2 separate regions of the Zea mays genome follow, and region 2 is linked to region 1. A link is a contact called in public Hi-C data. All regions are on one chromosome and are shown on one strand. The core of a region is the stretch at or near the end of the contact, and the rest is flanking DNA. Distances in the headings are between cores, read along the strand shown.

Evidence for each region. A called contact is a pair of places that touch in the nucleus more often than the background predicts.
Region 2: a contact with region 1 is called in a Hi-C map of ear, with 2.7 times the contacts expected there. The contact joins two enhancer-like sites. A contact is called at or near these places in 8 of 25 Hi-C or Micro-C datasets (bundle sheath, ear, leaf and 3 more).

What each region holds. Positions count from the first base shown.
Region 1 is chr1:50,615,531-50,622,780 of Zm-B73-REFERENCE-NAM-5.0, forward strand. LOC118471883 (protein SUPPRESSOR OF QUENCHING 1, chloroplastic-like) reads left to right here. Exons shown (of 28, transcript NM_001395056.1): 26 at 1,821-2,068; 27 at 2,201-2,350; 28 at 2,885-3,242. The coding sequence ends at 3,061. Among protein-coding and RNA genes, the nearest start is that of LOC118473617, 34 kb to the left of the region's middle. Within about 2 kb of position 3,716, at least 9 of the 20 cell types and tissues checked have an H3K27ac peak or open chromatin away from gene starts, as enhancers often do. A contact at or near this core is called in ear, root tip and tassel, where this site is marked.
Region 2 is chr1:50,811,328-50,818,577 of Zm-B73-REFERENCE-NAM-5.0, forward strand. No RefSeq gene overlaps it. Among protein-coding and RNA genes, the nearest start is that of LOC100274900, 5.1 kb to the right of the region's middle. Within about 2 kb of position 3,729, at least 10 of the 20 cell types and tissues checked have an H3K27ac peak or open chromatin away from gene starts, as enhancers often do. A contact at or near this core is called in ear, root tip and tassel, where this site is marked.

The sequences.
Region 1 (7,250 bases), core at 2,466-4,965:
GGACGAAGTGTAGATCGATCTCTACATGCTTGGTCCGCTGGTGTTGCACTGGGTTGGTGGAGAGGTAGACCGCGCTGACGTTGTCGCAGTAGACCAACGTGCTCCTGGAGAGTGGACAGTGAAGCTCGACGAGGAGCTGTCGGAGCCAAGCAGCCTCCGCCACGCCGTTGGCCACGGCACGGTACTCCGCCTCGGCGCTCGAGCGGGAGATGACCGGCTGGCGCTTCGACGACCAGGACACCAGGTTGCCGCCTAAGAAAACGGCGAAGCCGGAGGTAGAGCGCCGAGTGTCTGGGCACCCTGCCCAGTCAGCGTCGGTGTAGACGACCAGGTCGGAGGATGTAGACCGGTGAAGAAGCAGTCCGTAATCGACGGTGCCCCGGAGATAGCGGAGGAGGCGCTTGAGAGCCACGAGGTGGGGTTCCGGGGGTCGTGCATATGGAGACAGACCTGTTGCACAGCGTAGGAGATGTCCGGCCTGGTGAAGGTGAGGTACTGAAGGGCACCAACAAGACTCCTGTACCCGGTGGGGTCCTCGACGGGGTCACCCTGGGCCTCAGAGAGCTTCGCCTGTGTGTCGACTGGGGTAGAGCAGGGCTTACAGTCAGTCATCTTGGCCCGCTCCAGAATGTCAAGAGTGTACTGCCGCTGGTGAAGTAGGAGTCCGGAGGGACGAGCCTCAGCAGTGACCCCCAGGAAATGGTGAAGTACGCCCAGATCCTTGACCGGAAACTCCCGCTGAAGCGCGTCGACAAGGCGGCGAAGAAGTGACTGACTGGAGGCAGTGAGTACAATGTCGTCCACGTAGAGAAGCAAGTAGGCAGTCTCTGCTCCATGATGGTGGACGAACAGGGACGTGTCTGACTTGGCCTCCACGAAACCCAGGGTCACCAAGAACGTAGCCAGTCTGGAGTGCCAGGCCCGGGGGGCCTGCTTGAGGCCGTAGAGGGACCTGTTGAGCCGGCAGACCATGTCAGGGTGTGAGGAGTCCACGAACCCCGCCGGCTGACAGCAGTAGACGGTCTCGGTGAGGGTGCCGTGCAGGAAAGCGTTCTTGACGTCGAGCTGGTGAACTGGCCAGGAGCGAGCAAGGGCCAGTGAGAGCACCGTACGGACGGTGGCCGGCTTCACAACCGGGCTGAAGGTCTCATCGTAGTCTACTCCGGGGCGCTGAGTGAAGCCCCGAAGGACCCAGCGAGCCTTGTACCGCTCCAGGGTACCATCGGCCCGCCGCTTGTGCGTCCAGATCCACTTGCCGGTGACGACGTTGGTGCCGGGCGGACGGGGCACCAGATCCCACGTCTGGTTGGCGACGAGCGCCGAGTACTCCTCCTCCATCGCCCGACGCCAGTGGGGGTCCAGCAGGGCGGTGCGGACGGAGGTGGGTACCGGAGAAGCTTGCGAGTCTCCGGTCGTGGCAGCCAGGACCCGGGGCGGCAGGGTACCAGCCGCGTGCCGCGTCACCATCGGGTGGATGTGCCGCGGGTCGCGGTGAAGGAGCGGCGGGTGGTACACCGGCGTCTCGACAGGTGCCGCGGGTGGCCGCGGCGGAGGTGTAGGTGTCCCTGGCATCTCGAACTAATTGAACTTTTTTTCTGTATCCATTGGCCACACAACACCAATTGAACTTTTCTGTGTCCATTAGCCACACAACATCACTTTCCATGTCCTTGAGCAGTTTTGGCCTTGATACAGTTACTACTTGATAAATACAGCTCTTGAGATTCTACATTGAATTTTTTCCTCATTATCCTTTGTGTTCTGCTGTACTGCAAACTGAAAGTGAATATAATACAATGGTGTAACTGATATATGTACAGGAAGGCTTCTTGTAGCAGATACAAACAACAACACAATCAGATATATAACTCTTAGTGACAAAGGTGCTGAGGTGAAGACACTAGAGTTGATCGGAGTACAACCGCCATCACCAAAACCGAAGGTGTTGAAACGCCTAAGACGGCGATTATCGGCAGATACAGATGTTATTAATGTCGATGGTGGTTCTTCAAAGGAAGGATTCTTGTCTCTTGCAGTTACAGTACCTGATGGTTACCATTTCTCCAAGGTCATCAATAACCATAAGACATTGTTTTTTCTTATCTTACTTGCAAGTTTGCATTATTCATGGTAGTCACTAGTGACTGTGTGGTACAGCATTCAACAGTGCTTGTATTAAAGTTTTTTCGCTGAGGTGTAGGAAGCCCGCAGTAAATTTGATGTGGAAACAGAGCCGCCTAATGCAGTTGAGATTGAACCAGCGAACGGTTTTCTAAACTCGGAAGGGCTGGCATCACTGAAGTTCAGAAGGATATCATCATCCTTGTCAATGGGAAGGATAAACTGCAAGGTAGTGACATGGAATCAGCAATGTCATTTATTAATTTGTTAGATTATTCGCACTACCTTACTTTATCTCTTGCCACATGAATCAAGATGTGACAAGTGACCAAGTCAATCCTAGAAAGGAATGGGAAAGCATCTTAATAAATACAGAAATAGTGTTGTAATTAATTGGTGCCATTTGATGGCGGCAGTGGTAAAAACTGCCTCAAGGTAGGATGATATGTGTAAACAGGAGTCAAGTTGTATTATAGCTGGTACAAGTTCCCTGCTAGGAAAATAGTCAATAAAGACCATCCTATTCATATGGTCGCCATAAATTTGTGTGCATTCCCTGCTGGAGTTAGGATGCACGAGGCTCTGCTGTACGATATGCTATGTGTGCCATTTGTTGTTTCTTAGTTAACAAAGTACTGTGTTGCTGATATATTTTCTTATCAAAGATTTACTGGTTGCACAAATAGATAAAAATCAACTAAAGGAAATCTTTTCCCTTAGGATTATCAGATTATGAATGAGTATGTTCTATTCTATCTTGTAGGTTTACTACTGTAAAGAAGATGAAGTTTGTCTCTACCAATCGATTGCTTTTGATGTCAAATTCCGTGAAGAGGCGGAACCGAACCCAGCACAAATTACGCTATCCTATACTGTTTCGCCAAGAGATAATTCAGGTAGCACACAACTACTGGCTGCTAGAAAGAATGCCAAGGTGTAGTCAGACTCACGGTGATTTTTTTACTTGCATCATTGTATTGATTGTCAATTTGGCCCCAGGCCCACAATGGCAAGTGTTTCAAGATTGACTTCTCCTGTATGTTGTATAGCGACATGTTGCTTGTAACCCAGCTTCATTGTCTCCCCTCAGCACAACAGTATTAATGGAGTAGTTTATTGTCAGTTCATTGGTTGCTTGGAACACCGTATGGAGTCCATTTGTTGGAACCCTGTTAACCCTAATGATTGATGAATCGAACAATTTTATTCCAAACAAAGAGTTGTGGTGCTTTGCAAAACACTGCCTGCTTGCCTATCTGCAGCACAAAATCTCTTGACAGTATAACCTTTTCAAATCATGGTCTTGCACATGCTCCCTGTCCAAATAATAAAACAAAAATGATGAGTGCAGGCATGTGCTATGAAGAATTCAGTTTTGTCATGGTAGCCGTGCATTATGGTTATTTGAATATCTCTGAATGGCGCAAGAAAATGTGTATGTCTGGAGACACAAGAGCAAGATTAGCTGGCATCCTTTTACAACCAACACTAGTGGTAGCTCCCTGAATTGGTGATGGTTTCTGTTGCTGATTCATGATTGATGGCACTATACAATTAGCGATCCATGATGGTCCGTGGCCGCAACATCGCGTTTGGGACAGGTGGAAAGCACGGGATCCATGATTTCGTTTCGGTGTTGCCCAGTTCTTTTTGCGATTCCAACCTTGAGTTTCGGAAGGCAGCTGGCACGTTTCTTTGACCTGTTGTGTCATGTACTCATGTTGTACCGTCGACACCTGTGTTTTTTTTCCCGCAATATCCTCCTACCATCTTTCAAAGGATTAAGGCCTTGTTTGTTTGTGTCGGATTGTACCCAGAATCGTTTTACCTAATCAAAGTTTATATAAATTAGAGAAGCAATTCGGTTAGGAATCGTTCCGACCCACCAATCTGACAGAAACGAACAAGGCCTAAGGTGATAGGTTTTGTCCGGGTTGGAATCCAGTGAATTAGTCTGACAATTCCAGTGGGACTCATGAGTCATGACTAGACCAATGATCTGATTGTTTATGCTATTCCACCCTTAGAACCCATGGATTAGGCCATACCTGTCATGTGTTTGAGCAGTGGCATGGACCTCACTTCTCCATGTGCAAAGCAGGCCCCTGTTTCGGGTCATCATGTTTATGCACGAGCAGCATTTTCGCTGTCTGGAAAAACATAAAAATGTAGCAGCATATAGCTGTTGGGACTGAATAACGGCTCTGTACTTCATCAGTAAGGGGGTTGTTTGGTTACTTTAGTCACTTGTCTAAACTCTAGTCCCTTGAATTCCTCGAATTTCTATTTAGGAGCCCTCCTTTAGTCATACCAATTGCCAGTTTATTGAATATAAGTGACTGGAGTTTAGGAGATGGGAACAGAACAGCCCCTAAAAAGGTGCAATTTTAGTATAGTGCTGAGTCAAACCAGATTTAAGTTTAACTAAATTTGTAGAAAAAATGTTAATACCTATGATACCAACACTAGGTTCGTTATGGAACATATTTTGTTTACCTATTTTGCGTACTAAATACTCTATTCTACATTGTAAATACTCTATTCTATAGATATTCGGTTAAACTTTAGATAGTTTTTAACTAAAAATAAATAGTTTGACTAAAAATAGATAGGACGGATGCAGTAGCTGTCTCTACACTACACAGGCTGTTTCTGGACCATGCCTTCCATTAGCTTGGTTGTTGGTAACCCTATCAACCTTGTTTTCTATGATGAAGTGTAGCTTGGACTGCATAGTAATCAGCTGACACGCCATCTTTTGTATGACCAGCACAAGACGACCCTCTCTTGGACTAATGAGCATGCTCGATCGATACGTCCATGCACCAAGCGCCAGTGGGAGCCGGTGGCCACTGGCCAGGGCCTGTTGGGCCCTGCCACATTTTTGTCAGGAACAGTCCTGTTCAGTGAAACCTGTTCATCAACATGGCTCGATGGCATCTGATGTGGCCGGCGTGGCCTTGCGGAGCCAAGACAGAGGCTGAACCTTGAAAGTAGGCAGTGTCGTGCCCTGCAAGTGCAACTGCAACCAGCTCAGCCTTGGGTTTATGTCATACCAGGGTAAATCTGGCTCAAATGTGTGTTAGTATTAAGTCTCACATATATGATCACTCATGGTACAGAAATTAATGTCACATCTTTATTACATAATAGAAGTTCTGTACAAAATAACTAAATAAATTACATCATATAGCGACAACGATCATTCACAACCATAGTTGACTGGAAGATGACGGACTATACCTCTTCGAACTCATCGTAGCATCCTTCATGCTCCTTATCTTGCGCTATCTGTTCTTAAGTTGATGTGATTATAGCAAGTGTGAGCTCTTATATGGTCATCGCTCAGCAAGTATTGTAAAATTGTGTTTGACTCACTTCTAGTGGGGGCTCAAGTGTAAGGCTTACCAAAAAATGGTTAAGGCTGAGCATCGTTTTTAATTTTGTTGGTCAAAATTTTATGAGCAATTACTAAGTATAAGTTTTACATTCTGCAGAGTTTGTGCATCTTTACCCACAAGTCGTATTACCCATTTACCAAGGGGTCTAGAAACCCCATTCATCTCTACCGAGGAGACGAGGCGAGGTAGCACTACAAAGCATTTATAAAGTTCAACTAGCTTGAAAACCCCGCTATGGTTTCTTGAAAAGGGGCGATATAGGAATCCCTCGTCCAAAAAACCATCGCAGCATGATCGACCTGAGAACCTTCCTATACTGGCAGCTCCTCATATCGCCCTTGCCTTTTTCGGGTAAGGTAGTTATGAATCATCTAGGCCCCTTAGTGATGTTTTGGTAATTAATGACAACTATTTGTGGACTAACAGTTCTTAGAGAAATAAGAATGTAGGTTGGACCACAGAGAACAGAAAATCTTGGAGATTTATAAGCATTGGTTGTGGATCAATTAAAGGCAAAGGTATTGTTGGAGCGAAGGCGAAGACGCTACCCTTCGCTCCAGAACTTCGTCACCTCACTACACCAACGAAGACAAGATGACCGGCACGGCCCACCCTTCGTCACCTTCATTGCAAGACGAAGGCCAGACTACGGCAAAGTCTAGCCGTCCCACGTCCTCACCTGGCCTGGAGGCCCACGTGGGATTCAGCCCACTGTAACAGGCCACGCACGGACAAGCGTGTTACAGATCTGATTTGTAATAGCTTTTCTATAATGACGGTCTGTAATCCCTCCTAATGGGAATGTTCTAGGGATAGTCCAGGTGCTCGAGGGCATAAACGTCCTTACCTTGGAACGTTGGGCACTCGAGTACCTATAAATACCCCCATACAGTGCCCTTGAGAGGCCAGATTAACAGAACTATTGCCTTTCATCACCGAACTTTGCATACACTCTCACCACCCACCCGTTAGATTAACTTGACCCCGAGAGCAAGTTCCAACATTTCGCGCCCACTGTTCGTGCTATGAACAAACCACCCGCGATGGCATCCAAGAGAGCTAGTTCGAAGGCAGCCCCATCCGTCGACGAAGCAGTGAAGGCAGCGCTGCTAGCCGAGAAAAAGGGCAAGGCCCTCGCAGACAACACACCCCAAGAAGCCTGCGATGACGAAGCCCTCAGCAAGAGACAGTGACACGAACACCCCACTCCCGAATGCACCGCACGCACCTGCAGCTCCGGAGGGCAACCACAAGCACCGCCCCCAGGCTTCGCTCCACCAGAGGGCGAAGACGCAACAGAGGACGGTGAAGTCATCGGCATCTCAGCCAAAGAATAGCTACAGCTACGGGCCCTACGCATCAAGAACCGCAACCTCCAAAAACAGAGAGACATCCTCGAGGCCAAGCGCCAGCGTGTCACCGCGCAAGCCAAGGTGCGCCAGATGATACGGGACGAGGAGCAGAGAGCCCGGGAGCTCGAGCAAGAGATCGTGCTCATGCAGAACAAAAGCCAGCACAACCTGCAGCACGACCCCACCCTACAACAGCGCGTGTCAGTCGAGGACTTCTTCATACCCCAGCGCAGACCCTTCGTCCCGCATGCCGCAGCTTTCCAAGGCATCAATTACCTTGACGAGCGAAGTCCCCTGGCCTTGCAACTCCAAGCATCACCGTGGCCCGCCAACTTCAGGGCAGGGACCTACCCAAAGTACAACGGCAACACCGATC
Region 2 (7,250 bases), core at 2,479-4,978, 200 kb after region 1:
GTACGCCACGTCGTTCGATTTCGTGTCCTTTTCCTCTTTCTCTCTCTTACAACAGGGACCGGGAAAGGGGGATACCCCGAAAAGGATCCTTCTCCGTGAAGGAAACAGGCCCCGAGCCTCCCTACTGATCAGAGGTTCAAAGGCTGGCCCCTCGGAGGGGTTCAACGGCCGCCTCAGAGCGATTGGGTTCTGCGCCCACTACTGGTCAGAGGTTCGATGGCCGGACCCTCGGAAGGGTTCAACGGCCGCCTCAGGCCACTCGGGCTCCGTGCCCACTACTGATCAGGGGTTCGTAGGCTGGCCCTTGAAGGGTTCACAGTCGCCTCAGACACAGAGCGAGGGATGACCCTGGGTACGTTCGATACATAACCAAGGCTCGGGTTACGCTCCCGAGGTACCCTAGGACATTTTCGAGACCAGCGAGAGCGATCTTGTAACGGAATCCCATCAGAGGGAGGCATCGAGCCCTCGGACCCCGTCAAAGGGGACCGGGTCCGGCAGATCACCCGCAGGTACTTTTGGAGCGCGCCTCCGGGCCTCTAGCCAACCCCTAGCAAATGGGGCACGGGCGTCCGCTCGGATTACCCGCCAGCAGCTCACCGGAAACACCATGTTCGGCGCCCTCCGAGGGCAACATGGCGCTTCCCCCCCTCCTCCTTGCGGAAAGGCGACGCAGGGGCATATGTAAGAAAGTCGAGTCTGTCCTTGACCGTCCTCTCGCCCTGTGCAGAGGCTCGGGGGCTGGTCTCGCAAACCCGGCTCCGGCCGACCCGTTGACAGCGTCAACATACCAGCCCGAGAACTTGGGACCCGACCGTGCACCCGGGCTACGGCCAGCTCGCATGAGGGAACAACTAGACCAGCCGAAGTATTGCGAAACGCACTAAGACCTCGAAGGAGTAAAACTACTCCTCCGAGGCCTCGGGGGCTACACCCGGCGGGTGCGCTCGTGCGCACCCATCGGAACAAAATACAACCAAGAAAAGGCTGGTCCCCTTGCAAAAAAGTGCGGCAAAAGCCTCCAAGCGAGTATTAACACTCCCTTCGAGGCTCGGGGGCTACTGTCGGGGACCATAATTAGGGGTACCCTCAAGGCTCCTAAATCTCAGCTGGTAACCCCCATCAGCACAAAGCTGCAAAGGCCTGATGGGTGCGATTAAGTCAAGGATCGGTCCATTCGAGGGACGCGATCACGCCTCGCCCGAGCCCAGCCTCGGGCAAGGGCAGCCGACCCCGGAGGACCTACGTCTCACCCGAGGCCCCCTTCCAGCAACAGACACACCTTCGGCTCGCCCGAGGCCCAGTCTTCACCAAGAAGCAACCTTGGCCAAATCGCCACACCGACCGACCAAATCGCAGGGGCATTTAATGCAAAGGTGGCCTGACACCTTTATCCTGACGCACGCCCTCCAGTCGACAGAGCCGAAGTGACCGCAGTCACTTCGCCGCTCCACTGACCGGTCTGACAAGAGGACAGCGCCGCCTGCGCCGCTCCGACTGCTGAGCCACTCGACAGAGTGAGGCTGACAGCAGCCAAGTCCGGTCTCAGGCGTCATAGGAAACTCCGCTTCGCCCGACCCCAGGGCTCGGACTTGGGCTCAGCCCCGAAAGACGACGAACTCCGCTCCACCCGACCCCAGAGCTCGGACTTGGGCTCAGCCCCGGAAGACGACGAACTCCGCCTCGCCCGACCCCAGGGCTCGGACTCGGGCTCAGCCCCGGAAGACGGTGAACTCCGCTCCGCCCGACCCCAGGGCTCGGACTCGGGCTCAGCCCCGGAAGACGGCGAACTCCGCCTCGCCCGACCCTAGGGCTCGGACTCAGGCTCAGCCCCGAAGGACGACGAACTCCGCTTCGCCCGACCCCAGGGCTCGGACTCAACCCTGGCCTGAGTCGACGGTCTCCGCCTCGTCCGACCCGGGGGCTCGGACTCGACCTCGACCTCGGAAGACAGACTCGACCTCGACCTCGGAGGAGCCTCCACCTCGCCCAACCTAGGGCACGGACCGACCACGTCAACAGGAAGCGCCATCATTACCCTACCCCGAGCTGACTCAGGCTACGGGGAACAAGACCGGCGTCCCATCTGGCTCGCTCCACCATACGAGTAATGATGGCGCCCCGCATGCCCTGTGACGACGGCGGCTCTCAGCCCCCTTACGGAAGCAAGAGGACGTCAGCAAGGACTCGACAGCCCCGACAGCTGTCCTTCCGCCAGGCTCCAGTGCTCCTCCGACGGCCATGACACCACGCGAACTGGGTGCCAAGACCTCTCCGGCTGCCACGATGGCATGTACTTAGGACGCTAGCTCTCCACCGCTAGACACGTTAGCATATTGCTACACTCCCCATTGTACATCTGGATCCTCTCCTTACGCCTATAAAAGGGAGGACCAGGGCCCTCTTACAGAGGGTTGGCCGCGCGGGGAATGACGGGACGGCGCTCGCGCAAGGCCGCTCGCTCCCTCCCGCGTGGACGCTTGTAACCCCCTACTGCAAGCGCACCCGATCTGGGCGCGGGGCTAACACGAAGGCCGCGGGTTCCACTCTCCCACGCCTGTCTCCCACCGGCTGCTTTCTTCCTCCCTTCGCGTTCCGCCTCGCGTCGACCCATCTGGGCTGGGGCACGCGGCGACAATTCACTCGTCGGTCCAGGGACCCCCCGGGTTTCGAAACACCGACAGAGGGAATATAATTTTTTTTGAGAGCAAGGTTAATAATATAGCTTATAGCGAGCTTTATGATGTTGTACATATATATATATATATGGCCAACCGCAAGCCTAGTTATATAATAATTACTTCATGATATAAGCTTCACATTTATTATTTGGTGCACCACTTTCTCTTATAAGCTATATTAAAGTACGTGAGAAGCATGCTTTCAGTTGACTAGCGAGCACTCCATTTTTCTTATCTCTTTATTTCTCTTTGTCTTCTACGTCGCCATAAATCTGACGTGGCATCTCTTACAACCTGGTACATAATCTTATTATACTTGCTCTCAGACGCAAATCAACTAGCGAGAAACTCATCGGTAGCTCTGAGTTTTTCCTTGTTCTCTCTTATCCACGAAAATGCTAGTCAGCTAGATCGAGCGGGTAGTTGGACCTAATCCTTAGGACTAGTTTGAAAACTCAAATACCTCAAATAAAAGAAAAATTAGTTTATTTACATTTTTTAGGTTTGGCCCATACCAGGGCGAATCTAGGGTTGTTTGTTGAGGTCAGTTGACTTGACCCAATAAAATCTATAAATCCTTTAATAAAACACTGTTAAAAATTAAAAAAATTGTAATGATATGATGAAGTTGATCCTAGTGACCCGACAACATTTTTGGCTATTCGCCACTGGCCCATACGACTGTTTATAATCACGTTCGGACTTGCGCAAGGATTCCTTCAACCGCGCATGTGAGCTTACTACCATGATTATTGGAGCTCTACATGGCGCCAGGTACGTCCCGCGGTAGTGCGGTACATAAACCGCATCTCTCTAGCCCGCCCGCTCCAGCGAGTGCGCGACCCTGTAGATACCACCGCACACCGGCAGGCAAACAGATAACACAAGTACATGGACCGAGCTGGCCGGCTACCCGACCCGCCTGCCTGTCTCGGCTGGTGGTAGACGAGCGCGCCCGTCGCCTAGCTCGGACACACAGCCACCGGAGCAACTCCAACAACCAGCCCAGGCAGGCAACCCCAGCTTTGGCGCGGCATCCGGCACGGCTGATGCACGCCGCCTGCCGCTCGGTACGGCTCGGTGCCCCTCACGTACAGACGCCCGCCAGCCCGCCCGCCGGCCTCGCCGCGCTCCACATGATCTCATTACCGCCGCTGCGGACCCCCAATCACGGCCTGCTGACTTACTGAGCCACGGGCGTAAATACCCGTATCAGGCGCATCGCCCAGGCCCCCGCGGCCCATGCCACGCTGCCGCAGACCACGAGAAGGTGCCGGATCTTTTCTTGGCGGGAGTACGATCTCTCGCTCCAATGGCGCGCAACTGGAGAGAAGCGGCGGACTTGCTTGGCTCTCGCCTCTCGGTCGCCTCCTCCCCTATCTCTCTCTCTGGCTGATGGGGCAAACACTATGGGATGTCTTTGCACAGTTGCACTTGGTCCATGTGGTTTCTTCGTTGCATGCTACATTGGCGACGACGACGGGTCATTGCCGCTGCCTGTGTCCGTAGCTCAACGTTATCATGACACCGTGGAGGCTTTGCTCCCTCTCAGAGGGCCTTCTGTGTCGTCCATATGTACATGTACCTGATCCAACCACTCGAGCGTTTTACTGTGTTTCTAGATGCTCGATAGTTTTTTTTAACATGTGGAAGGCGTGAAGATCACCTGTTCGTGTAGACTGTAGTATACTGTATATACGGTGTGTTCTAGGCCGTCGTCTGCGGAACTCCAGACATTGCGGGGGTACGTTTTTGTTTTCCCTCCCTCTTTTTTTTTCCTCGGACTATTTCGTTGCTTTGACCTGGACTCTACTGATTTCGTTAGCAGATGTCCAGATGGTTAAGTCCGTCGGTAACCAAGTAGTACTGTTGAGAACCGAAAGTGGCATGGCGGACTGTTCGGTCCACGGTATGGACGGTCCGCGTGTGCGCAGAATTAGTTAGGGTTCTGTATTTTTTATAGAATTTGATAGCTAAACCTGTAGAATTAACTCAAAAAACGACTTGTAACGGGTTCAGACCACCCTTTTATATAAATGAATGGTCACGGCCGATTAAATCTCTCACAATCGATCAAATCAATTCTACTTATCGTTTTTACCTTATATATTAGGAGACATGCTTATTGCGAGTGGCATAATTATTTTTCCCATGCCACCAATGCTTGTAATGTTTTCGTCGACAGATACAATCGGTCATAAATAAGGCCTGGTTGAGTTTTCATGACATGCAAGTGGACACACAACCATTTCCTGTCAGTGCAATAGAACTAGCAAATAAAAAAGTCTTGGTTTGGCCCGAAACGGCCGATAAAGACAAAGGCAAAAACATCATCATTGGTGACCCTCGCACATCGAGAATATCACAAGGAGGGATTGCTCGAAAGGCTCCGGACAAAAAGACTAACAAGTCCGAAGGCGCTGGGGACAGGCTCAGTCGAGCAGCCGAGCAAAGCTCCCTGACTCGAGCATCACAGACCGTCCAAGCCTTGGGCGCGGACCATCCGATGCTCATGCAGACTGTCCGGTTGACTTCCCATAACCAGAGGCGTCGGCCTCCACACAAAGCGACAAAAGAGACACGGGGCCAAAGCACATATAACACACATGGTCGGTTGGTCAAAGCTGACCCTACTTTTAGTCAATTGCTCTCCAAATATGCTAACAAGAAGGTCGTTCTACGCGATCGGCCAACGAAGCAGCCCTAGTCACCCACCAAAACAAACGGTCAAATAAAACTGACCGAAAAGCGATGCAGCAAGCATCGCCTATTCATCTAATGATGCATTAATACTTTCCACCTGCATACTCAACGTCGATATATTGTCCTGTTCAAACGTGAAATGGTACGACGATGAACTCTTGGTATATGCATAGTCCCTTTGCCTATTCAGGTTGGGGCACCTTCATTTTATACCTTTTGATCCATGGATCAGATGGTCATGGTCGAGAAAGATGCAATCCGAAACGACATTTATGCATTAGAGTTCTATTGAATAATCACCCTATTGGATTGAAAATCCGATGACTTGCATCAGGCTTAGTTCTTACTTCGGGAACAAAGTGACTTGTGAGATCTATTATTTTCAAAGGATGCTAGCAGTACACATGCTTTTGGTTGGTCAACCTCTACCAAGAGGCAGGGGGCATATGTTGAGAACCGAAAGTGGCATGGCGAACTATCCGCCCTTAGGGCCTGACGGTCCGCGGTCCGAACTATCCACGGTAACGACACGGACGGTCCGCGCGTGCGCAGAATCCGTTAGATTTCTGGATTTCTTATGGGATTTGTTAGCTAAACCTACAGGATTAACTCGAGAACCGACTTGTAATGGGTGTAGACCCCTCTTTATATAGATGAAGGGTTACGACCAATTGAACCTTCACAATCGATCAAATCAATTATACTTATCGTTTTTAACTTATGCATTAGGAGTAGCTCTAGTTTAGCCTTCATCTACCTCAAATCTCCACCTTTCTTCGGCTCTACATCGACTAGAAGCGTCTTGGGTGGTCTGCCGACTCTAAGACATAACCTAAGATCTCTCCTCACCGACAGAGTCCCTCCCGCTAGACGAAATCTAGGTCTGCTACAAAGAAGATGACCTTCTCCATCGTGGACCATTCGAGCCCCAGGCACAGGCCATTTCAACGTATACAGAGAAGGAGCCGCTCCTGCGCTAGGCCGCGGACTGTCCGCGCCTCCGCAGCTGGTTCATCTCCAGTGTGTGGCGTGTCAACGAGTACTAGTAGTACTTAAACCTTTCATGAGTGTGACGTGGAAAGACGTACTGTACTAGCATCTCGCGCGCAGCGATGAGGCAGTGACGCCCATGTGGCTCCCCATTAAGAAGCAAATGATATTTAATTAGCCGATTGGCCCTCAAATACGGAACGCGACTCTCACCAACGTGCTGTCTGACGATCTCTCAAATCCATGGAGTCCGTAGCAGTAGTAGTAGTAACTTTTTTGGGGGGTTCTTACCTTGGCTTTGAACGCTGATAGATGGTCTATTTGGTGGCAGAGCAATCGGCAGTGGCATTGCATTTGCGTCTCTCTGTCCTTTGTTCAGTCCTCAACTCCCTGAATCACCGATCTGATCTCGCTCAGAGGCTCCTCCCCCAGTCTCAACGTCACGAGAGCCACGCACGCATGTGTACGGTACGGCGGAGGATGATGCAAACCATTGCTAGGAAGCGAGGGAGCAGGCGTGCGTGCAGCCCTATCGGTAGGCTTTGGGATTAATAAAAACACGCGCGCGGCCCTGCCCCTGCCTGCCAGCGGGGGCATGCAGAGCAGAGCTTGCAGACGCGCTCGTTACTAGTAGTATTAAAAAAAAAGAAACAGATGTTTACGCCTGCCGAGGCGAGGAGGGCATTTGACTTGGGGCGGCCATTAAAAGCCTCGCGGCAGCCGCCTCATAAAACGGGGGCACGGCTCTTCTCTTTTACACGGCCAAGCAACGTTGCATTGCAACATGGAATGGAACGCACGTGGCCTTCTTTCTCTTTCCGCAGCCTCCTCTCCTCATCGTTATGGATCATCAAATAAAAATAATATAGTAAAACA